2 separate regions of the Gossypium hirsutum genome follow, and region 1 is linked to region 2. Evidence: chromatin contacts called from public Hi-C data. All regions are on one chromosome and are shown on one strand. The core of a region is the stretch at or near the end of the contact, and the rest is flanking DNA. Distances in the headings are between cores, read along the strand shown.

Region 1 (5,034 bases), core at 2,481-4,980, 140 kb before region 2:
TAATGTTAATAAATTTTATCTACATTGAGCACAATCATGTTAGTTCAAAACAAAGCTTAACGATTGAATCAAAGCAACAAACAAATTGAAACACGCCAATAGCAGTTGAATCGATAACTAATACCTATTTGAAAAATCCACCTCAAGTTCATATTCAGAAGCATTCTTGGTAGCATCGACCAAGACGGTAACAATTTCAGTTTTGCGAGTACTAGCCATTAGTAAATCATATTCCGTCGGAACGATAATTGCAAAGAAATTATCGCTTAGTTCACTCAAACATATCTTATCTACAGCGGCTAAAGCTATCCGACGCTTAAGCGTACCGGTGTCAGGGTCAACCAAGTAAACCGCAAAATCAGTCACCATAAGAATCCGCCGTTTCATCTTTCCCGTTGAAGTGAACTTCAGAACTTTATCAGCAAAGAAAACTTGCTTGTCACCTGCAGGTTTTATATCATTTTATTCTTAGATCGAAGCGCTAAAATCAAATAAGAATAAGAAACAACCTTCCTCAAATTATGATCTAGATTTTAAATTGATTCGAACTTCAACACAGACCAATAAAATCCTAAAAGATCCTATCAATTCAGTCAAGCTATTAGACTAAATTCCTGTGTGCCTTAGCTTAGATCTTACATATTAAAAAAGAAAGAAAGTATTAACAATGTTTTTCAAGCAAGAACAGGCATTCACAATCTGATCATATCAAATACGAACTGAGATTTAACGCTTATATTGAACAATAGCACCTGATTGATATGATATTTAACGCTGCAAGTAACAAAAAGAGTTAAATAACCTTGTTTTTGCAAAATCTTCATTAAGTAAGGACGGGAGGGGATATCCATGTAGTCTCCTTTATATTCATGACGGCGGGAGGCTTTTCGTCGGACTTTAACTCCCATAAAGGGCTCCTGATCTTCCGTCACGTTGCTATCCGACGGCCTCAATCGCATCCTGATGTCTTCTTGTCGTTCATCGTCGTCGAACTTGGGGGCATCGGAATCGTTCATTTGGACTCGCCGTTGCAGGTTGTGGTGATTCTTTTTCGGTCAGGGCGAGTCCAAATCCGGAGCAATGTTTGGCTTTTGGGAAAGGGAGAGAAGTGGTGGCGGTCCTGGCGGAGCTAGAGGCTAGCTTTGTTCGGGTGTGCATATTACCGATTCCGCATTTGAGGGAATGTCTCGGTAGAAATGGCATTGAATCAGAGCCGTCGGATGTTCAGATTCTTTATTATCGACGGTCTAAATTTACTTTTAATGAATAAATCTTAAAATTATTAGTCCTACGTTGGTAAAAATAATTAATTATCTGATTGTATTTCATTTATTTTATTTAAAAAATAGGTAAATTAATTTCTATAAATTATATTAAAAAATAAATTCATCATTTATCTATATTCCGGTTTGTTTACTCTACTAAAATATATCAATTTACTCACTCTACAATAGCTATATGTTCCGTTTAGGAATATGGATTTAGATTTTATTTATTGGGTAAATTGTAGAAATAAAATGCATGTAGATAAAATTCTTGAGATTCAACATAATGTATATCATAAAAAGTATAAAAACATGAATTTGTCAAATCTAATTTTTTTTTTAAGAATTTCAAATTTATTATTAAATAGATATTTATTAAATCTTAGGATTTGAGAAATTATTATTGTGGCATTTTCAACCCGTTCAGTACTTAATTTACACTATTTTTAAAAAACTAAATTCTAATTCTAAAATCTTACTTCTCAAATGTTACTTTAAAAAATTCATTTAATTATACTATTAAAAATTGTTATGTCTAAAGGAATAATCAAACAGTGACATATGGGATATCACATGTACTTCGTGCTGATGTATAGAGACCAATTTTTAATTGTAGAAATGAATTATTTTTTAAAAAAATAACCAATTTGCTATCTAATCTAACGTGTATGGACTAATTTGTCTATTTTTTTTAGTAAAAGAGACTAAATGTAATCTAACTTCTAGTATAAAGATCTCTATGATATTTTTATTGTCTATATTATGACATGCACCAACATTTGGGTGTAATAAAAAATATAATAAAAATATTTAAGAAATAAATTTATCTTAAAAATAATAAAAATTGTGAATAATTTTATTAATTAAGACAAAAATAATATCAAGACAAAAACAAAACACTCTATTAATTAACTATTTGATATGAACTTATAATCTATTCACGAGGTTGTTTTGATCATACGATAAATACTACAATGAGGCTTTATTCTCTCATCACTCACTTTTTTAATATTATGACATTGTTAAGTATAATTTTATTTTATACTAATTTATAATTTCATTATTTATTTAAATTTAAAATTTTCCATTTTCCCGGCTGCCCCCTGAATTCGTCTGGTGGGACTTGCATTGTTCTCGAAGATCTTTTGTAATTTCTATCAAGCATTTTCAACGGAAAAAAAAATGATTCCAAGTTCCTAATGGTCCAATGTCTCCATTTCTAAATAAAAACGGTCCAATATAAATACATGCATATATTCTTCTTATTTTTTAAGTCGAAATCCAATATTCTTCCAATTCTACTTTTGGTATTTTCTTTGCTATAAAAAAATGCTTTTCTTTTTCTTTTTCTAAACAATAAATATGTTGAATTGTGTAATTTAACTCGTACTCTCAAACTCGATTAGTGATTTTGTAAATAGTAAAGTAATATAAATAACTTTAAAAAAGCATAAAGAGTAGAATAAATTTATTAAATAAATAAAAATATAATGAATAGAAATAGCAAAGTTGATTAAATCTTCGCTAAGCTCATGTTGTTGTAATTGTAATAAATTATAAGAATGTGGGTTCAACCGTCTTTAAATTATAAGAGAGTTATTTATAAAAGTAAGCATTGTATAAATAAAAAAAGGTAAATTATATTTAATGTCACTGAACTATTAATAAGTTTACATTTTGATTATCGAACTTAAAAAAGTTATAAAATATTTATTGGACTATTCAAAAGTTTTTATTTAAGTATGTTGTAATTTTTTTTTAAAGTTTGGCTAACGAGCTCCAAGCAATGATTCGATAATTAATACAATAGATTAGTACCCATTGACGAGTAGAAGAATATATCTTAGATCTAAGTTGATGGAACCATCAGTGTCAGAGATTAGAAAAGAAAGTCATTTGGATTTTGATTTAAAAATTCGTGACATTCAAAGTTATTTTATGAAAAAAATAAACTATAGAAGAGGAGGGAATGAGAGATTTCGATTAGTGGAGACGATACGAATAGAGAATGTCATACAATAACGATTTTTACAACCCAATAACTTAAATAAAAACTTTCGGATAGTTTAATAATCATTTTGTAACTTTTTAAAAATAAGTGATCAAAACATAAATTTACTAATAGTTTAGTAACCTTGGTGTAGTTTACCCATAAAAAAACAATCATTTTGGAAGTAGTGTTGTAATTATTGACTTCATTGATAGTTATCCCTTGGGCCACAGGGTCTTAGTCTTTCCCACACAAAACTCACGGGTTTTGACCCAGACGGCCAGACCAAGCCAACTCAATCGACAAAACGCGTTCGAGACCGGATCCAATCACAAATCGAGGAACCCGAAAGCGACACTCATGTTTAAAAAAGACTCGTGCCTGTTTCGTTTTTTCCCCGAACGACCACGGGCAACGCGTTTAGTCAGTTTAAAGAATCTCATTTTCCAACGTAAAAAAAAAAAAAGATAGAGGAAAAGGAATAAAAGAAAAAGGAAACACAGAAAACCAGAATAATAAATAAACGGACTTAAGTCACTGGCAACTTTCGGCTAAGATGGTGTGATCTTTCATTTTTAAAAGTATGGGACCCACACACAAAGCCAATCAGAGACTATCAATAGAGCTCGGTCCACCCGTATATAATATACCGCCACTACACCTTATTATAAATTCTCCTCTCATTTGTTTTTGTTTTTCTGCTCTTCCCCATATTAAAAGCCTGCCTTCTTCTTCTTCGATTAATATTTCTCTTCTCTAATCCACCTAAAGCTCCTTCAAGTTTTCGAAAAACACAATATATTTAAAAAAGAATAACTAAAAGCACCTTTTTGAGGTTCGATCTGTTCGATTTCTTGCATTTGATTGTTCATTTTTTGCGTTGTTTTGATTTTTTTTTTGTCAATGGTGAATGGATCGTAGGTTTTGAGATGGCATCAAAGCGGATCTTGAAGGAATTGAAAGATTTGCAGAAGGACCCTCCTACATCATGCAGTGCTGGTATAAAATATATATATACGCCTATAAACTCATTCTTTTCGTTATGTCTTTTTATTATCTTTTTTCTTGTATTGATGTATTTAATCTTTGTGTAAGACGATAGATTTCTAGAGGTATATATATTTTTTATTTGAATGGGTGATTACAAATGACCGGTTTGATGTAATTATCAGTTATTTTTGCAGCGGAAAATGATAGATTATTAGTAATGTTTGTTTGTGATTATATTGAAAGGATCTAATTTTGATGTCTTGTTGTTATAATGCTCGTGTGAGAAGACAGTTCTTGGTATTTATGTTTTGGGATTTAAAATAGGATTCAAATTCTATAATTATCAGTAATTTTTTACTCAAAAGATGTTAAATTATCTATAATGTTTATTTGTGATTATTGGAAATGATTGTAATTTCATGTTTTTGATATAATTTTTAGTGATTTTTTTTTTGCAACAAAAATGTTATATTATTAGTTACGTTTACTGGTGATTATTTAGAAAATGGTTGTAACTTTGTCAGCCAACATATGGATTTGGACGGCTGAGTTAAGTTTGTATTCTGCCTCGTAGTGGCTTCTATTCGTCAATTTGTAGTCTTTTTAGAACCAATAAATTGTAGCATCGAAAAAGAACCAAAATAATTGTAAAATGTTAAGCATTGATAAAAAATAGTTTACATTACAGTATGCTCAAATGAAACTTTTCATGAATTAAATGTGTTAAACTTGGAATTGCTCATTTTTTATATTCGGTCTTAAGAGTCATTGTTTATAACATGTCTAATC
Region 2 (4,913 bases), core at 144-2,643:
TACATTATCAAAATATCGACTTAGTTATCGATCTTTCCTCTTTCTTCGGCCATTGAATAAACCATTCTTAAGGTAGGTGCAAAAATGGAGAAAGGAAAGGAAATAAAGATTTGGAACATATACTCACGTTATTCCCATTTCTAGGAAATTAAATAGCCAACAAGATAAGTTCCATTTAATTCAATTAGATCATACATAACTCATTGTTTCTATATAAAGAAATGGAGAAAACCATGGCAATGTGACCAAATCAAAAACTGTTTAAAAATTCAAATGAGCAAAACACCTTTAATGTAAGTTTTGAGTTGTTAAAGTGAATCAAAATGATCTCTGTCGATAAAAATTTCAATGTAAGACCTTCAAAATTAATGTTTTACTAGTTCAAAAATTATGCAAAATGTTTTTTTGTTAAACATAAACCAGCAAAACCAAATATAACGAATTCAATCAAAACATTCAAAGGTTTCTACTAAAGAAAACCACCATAGATCGAGATTAATCCTTGTGGAGGACCAAAAAAAAAAGTCAAACACTGAAAAACAATCTCAATAAGCAAACATGCAAAATAATCACAAAAAAAAAGGAGAAGTCTATGACGCTAACAAAAAGAGAGAGCACAATGAAATCTCTCAAATAGATCTAAATAGAAAAAAGAAAGAAAAAGAAAGTTACGAGAGGAACAGGAGCTTTGATGTGTTTAACAAGAGTTGAACTACACTGATTCTCTCCTATCTCATGCAGATGATGTCTCCTTATATACTCAGCCGCCGCAACCGCCGCCACACTACCGAATCCGTTGCTATGCCCATTCATTTTCCTCTCTTCTCCTTATTTACCATATAAAAAAAAAACTCGTTTTCCTCTTAGGAAACAGCAACAAACAACAAATAAACGCTCTAACTCGTCTCCTCCGACGGTAACCGGAGCTCCGATCATCAACCGGACTGAATCTCTCCGACGAAGCTTCTAGAAATCGTTTTAACACGGTTTATCTCAATAAAAAGAAAACCTTGTGAGTCACCGCAATAAAAAGAGAGAAGCTACGTTGCCTCTTCTACCTCTAAGCCTCTCTATCACCCATCTCATCACCTGAAATAATAATAAAATAAAAATCCAATTAAAAAGCTTCAATTTAAAATATATATATATATATATTACTGGTTCAGCTCTTGGATTTGACATCCGGCTAAGGGTTTTATTACGAGAATTGCCATTCTTTGGAATTCTAGATTTATCTGATATTTATAAAAACAAAATTTCGCTTTGCCCTTTTAATTAACATTTTCAATTTAATAAATCATTGGTTAATTGGATCTTTGGTTTTAAAATGATAAAAATGGAGACTTTAATATTTGAATGGTTTTTTGGGAAAATGTCGGTTATTTATGGTCCATCCTCATTTATTTGTGTACCAAAAAGTCCTCATTTATTTAGGTCGTACTGCCAAAAAAATTATTAAATGTCATTTTTGACCTTCTTGCTTTATTTATTTTTGCTTTCACACTTCTGAAAAATTTGTGGAGGAAATTTACATTTTAACTTTAGCCCTTAATATTGATTTAGATTTTTTTTTTTGTTTTTAATTATTTGATTAAAAATAAAATCTGCATTTTGTACCTAAAAAATTGTTTGCTTTTAGAAATTTGTTATAATTATTATTATAACATATTTAAAGAAAAATATAGCTAACGAATATCTTTTAATTTAATTTAATAATTATTAAATATTATAAAAATACAAGTAGTAATAAAATAAAATTTTATTAGTGTCTAAAAATATATATTATTATTAAAAATAAATCTGATTTATTCAACATTTTCTATCTTGATTGAAAATTTTCTTCATACCAATGTTGATTGATATGATATAGTATTTTAAGTTATTCTACAAAATACTATATTTATTAATATCTTTAGTTAATTTAAAATTTTCTTTGGAAACATAAAGTTAATTTATTATCATATACAAATAATTAAAATTCAATATAATTATATGTTTGAAATGTATAGAACATAAATTCCAAATATAGATAAATATATATCTAACAAATTCATAAGTTTAAAAATAATTATAATTATTATATTTAAATTTACACATGCTTAATTAATAATTATAATAAAATTTCTAAATTTTTTTTTCCAAGGATAAAACAATAAACAAATATTAGTGTAAATAAATATTAGATACAGTTATTGGAGTTTATATCATTGTTCCCCAAGTAAAGTGTTTCGTTGGACGATGTTCACGTTGAATTATGTAATGCACCTATTGTAGTAGTGAGTATATGTAATCCCATAAAGGTTCTAATTTCTTGTGGACACTACAGTTTTGAGATATTATCGATTTCAATTTATTGTCAATTGTAATGATTGTCTCATAGCTAATTGTGATATCTTCTAGTTTAAAAAGGAGATAACATAAAAGAGTTAAATTTATCATGAACATTGAAACTGGGTAAACTCTTTATGTCCGAATCTCGCTTTATTCAACTTACCAATCATGTATTCAAACCACGGACTTATGGTTTTCTATATTGATTATGTATCATTTTGAGACAATGTGGACTTCACATTTATAATGTCACGATATTATTAATGATGAGTTTGGATGGACGGCGTATTTACTTGTGATTAGTGTAAAAATAATTATAACAATACTGTAACATGAACTAAAAGTAAGTTAAACATACTGCACTTTACCTCACCATCCATCTAAATATATATACGTGGAAACGTTTAAGTTGTGCTGGATTTTCTTTCATACCTAAACTAATGAATATTTTTGAAATTGTTTGGAAAACTTCAGCAACGTGATCCAAAAACCAATTTTAAATTAATAAAATTTAAAGAATGTATTAAGTATCGTTTAGCCATTAGTTTAACTTTTCACTTGCTCTAAAAGCCAATAAAATTTAATTAAAATTTCTTGAACTCATTTTCAATAACAGTAATATAATAATTTAAATTTTAGAAACAATATTATTAAAAAGAGTTATCTCGAATTTTAAATATAAATTATAAAATGAATATGAAAAATATCAATAATATTTAAAAATTTTATATTCATACGTGTTTTTTTAAATAAAAAAGCAACTTACAATTCATATAAATTTTGATATATAAATAATCCATATTACAAATTTTAAAGTGTTAATATAATTATGTGGCATTAGCATTAATTTTTGTATTCTATTACATTCTATCTTGTGTTTTAATTATTTTTTCGAATCATATTTGTAGAGCTCAAATTTTGCCCGGGTCCAACAAGTAGAGCCCAGCACACCAACCATCCAATTAACACCCCACTAAACCGATCACTAACTCTATCACCCCACTTGCCACCATGGAAGAAGGCAATCACTTGTAAGATTTGGCTATAAAAGCCATTCAAAACTATTGTAAAAAGGGGTTTATTTGGAGATGAATCAAAGATCAAAGTAAAAGAAGTTTCTTTGTCTATTCTCGTTTTAAGTTATTTGTTTGTTTATTGTTTTCCTTTCAATTTTATTTTGTTTTTTACACGGAAGTAAAAATAAAGGGAAGAAGCTTACCCATTTTAGAATTACCGAAAAAGGGTTTTTTTTTAAGTCTGGCTGCCGTGTACAGTGGCGCCGACGGCGGCTCGTGGGGGTCCGGTGACCGGAGCAAGGCCGGACCGATGGCCGAATTTAGAAGGGAGGGGGAGAGTGTTATTTTTAAATATTGTTATTATTATTATTATATTTATTATATTATATTTATTTTATTACTGTTACTATTATTTTATATATTTATTACCATTATTTATTTATTATTATTATTAATAACATATTGTTATTTTTATTATTTTATTATTATTATTATTATTATTATCATCATGGTACTATATTAAATAGTTTTGTACTGTTATTACTACTAATATTATATTTTCATTCTATTTATTTATTTACTTAAAAACCTTATATACCTTTACTTTATTTTATCATTTATTTATATCTTCTTATATAATATTTTTTTCTCTATATTATTATTATTATATTATTTTCATTTTTATTAATATATTATTATTATTGTCTTCTATTTTGTTGTTGTTATTATTATTTTAATCGTTATTACTATGTTTATAGTTACTGTTAGCATTATTCTATTATTACTATTATTATCGTTAATTAATTTTATATTTTCATTATCTTATATATTTTCTTTTTATATTTGTTATGATCATTATTACTATTATTGTTTTATTATTATTTCTTACATACTTTCATCATCCTCATATATATATATTATTTTCTATTTTTACCATTAAGATTATTATTAACGTATTATTTTTTTATTAATGTATTATTATTATTTGCGTTATTAACTATGTTATTTTGTTATCATTTCTTTTGATTGTCTATGTTAGTTTTAAAATTGGTCCATCTTTTAGTTTTCATGAATTTTTTTTAATATTTGTGTTTTGTAATTTATTAGCGCGACATTTTACTCACAAATTATTGTTTAAAATAAAAAAGCTTTTCGTTTAATTGTTTCTTTTTATTCGAAAGTTTTTTTCAAAATAAGGCAATATTCGATATTTGGCATCTTCGAGAAGATTGTGTCCTAACTTACTGGGTTCCAATTTTCCTTGTTGAATCTAAGTAACCGGGTACCATTTTTCAATCAAAACGTATAAGTTTCAAATAAAAGCTTATTCTCAGGAATTCGATGTGTTGTGTCCTAACTCACTGGATATGACATTTTGTATTTGATATAAGGATTTCTAAAAAATAAGAAAGTTTTTCATGTTTGGAAATTCAAGAAATCGTGCCCAATCATACTGGTTTTCGATTTTTCGTTCAACCGAATAACTGAATATCCTTTTGAAATTCCGTCCATGTTGTCTTAAATTAAAACGAGGCAATATTTTGTGTTTGAAAATTCGAGAAATCG

The links. Hi-C and Micro-C count contacts between places; a contact is called where the count stands out from the background.
Region 1: a Hi-C map of callus shows a contact between it and region 2, with 3 times the contacts expected there. The contact joins the promoter of LOC107942309 here to the promoter of LOC107929605 in region 2. A contact is called at or near these places in 2 of 34 Hi-C or Micro-C datasets (callus and leaf).

What each region holds. Positions count from the first base shown.
Region 1 is chrA12:107,035,400-107,040,433 of Gossypium_hirsutum_v2.1, reverse strand. LOC107942309 (ubiquitin-conjugating enzyme E2 28) reads left to right here and starts at 3,730. Exons shown (of 5, transcript XM_016875955.2): 1 at 3,730-4,090; 2 at 4,177-4,254. The coding sequence starts at 4,185. LOC107942312 (myosin IB heavy chain) reads right to left here and starts at 1,204. Exons shown (of 4, transcript XM_016875962.2): 1 at 803-1,204; 2 at 125-443. The coding sequence starts at 1,016.
Region 2 is chrA12:106,896,706-106,901,618 of Gossypium_hirsutum_v2.1, reverse strand. LOC107929605 (abscisic acid receptor PYL8) reads right to left here and starts at 1,393. Exons shown (of 3, transcript XM_016861089.2): 1 at 673-1,393. The coding sequence starts at 813.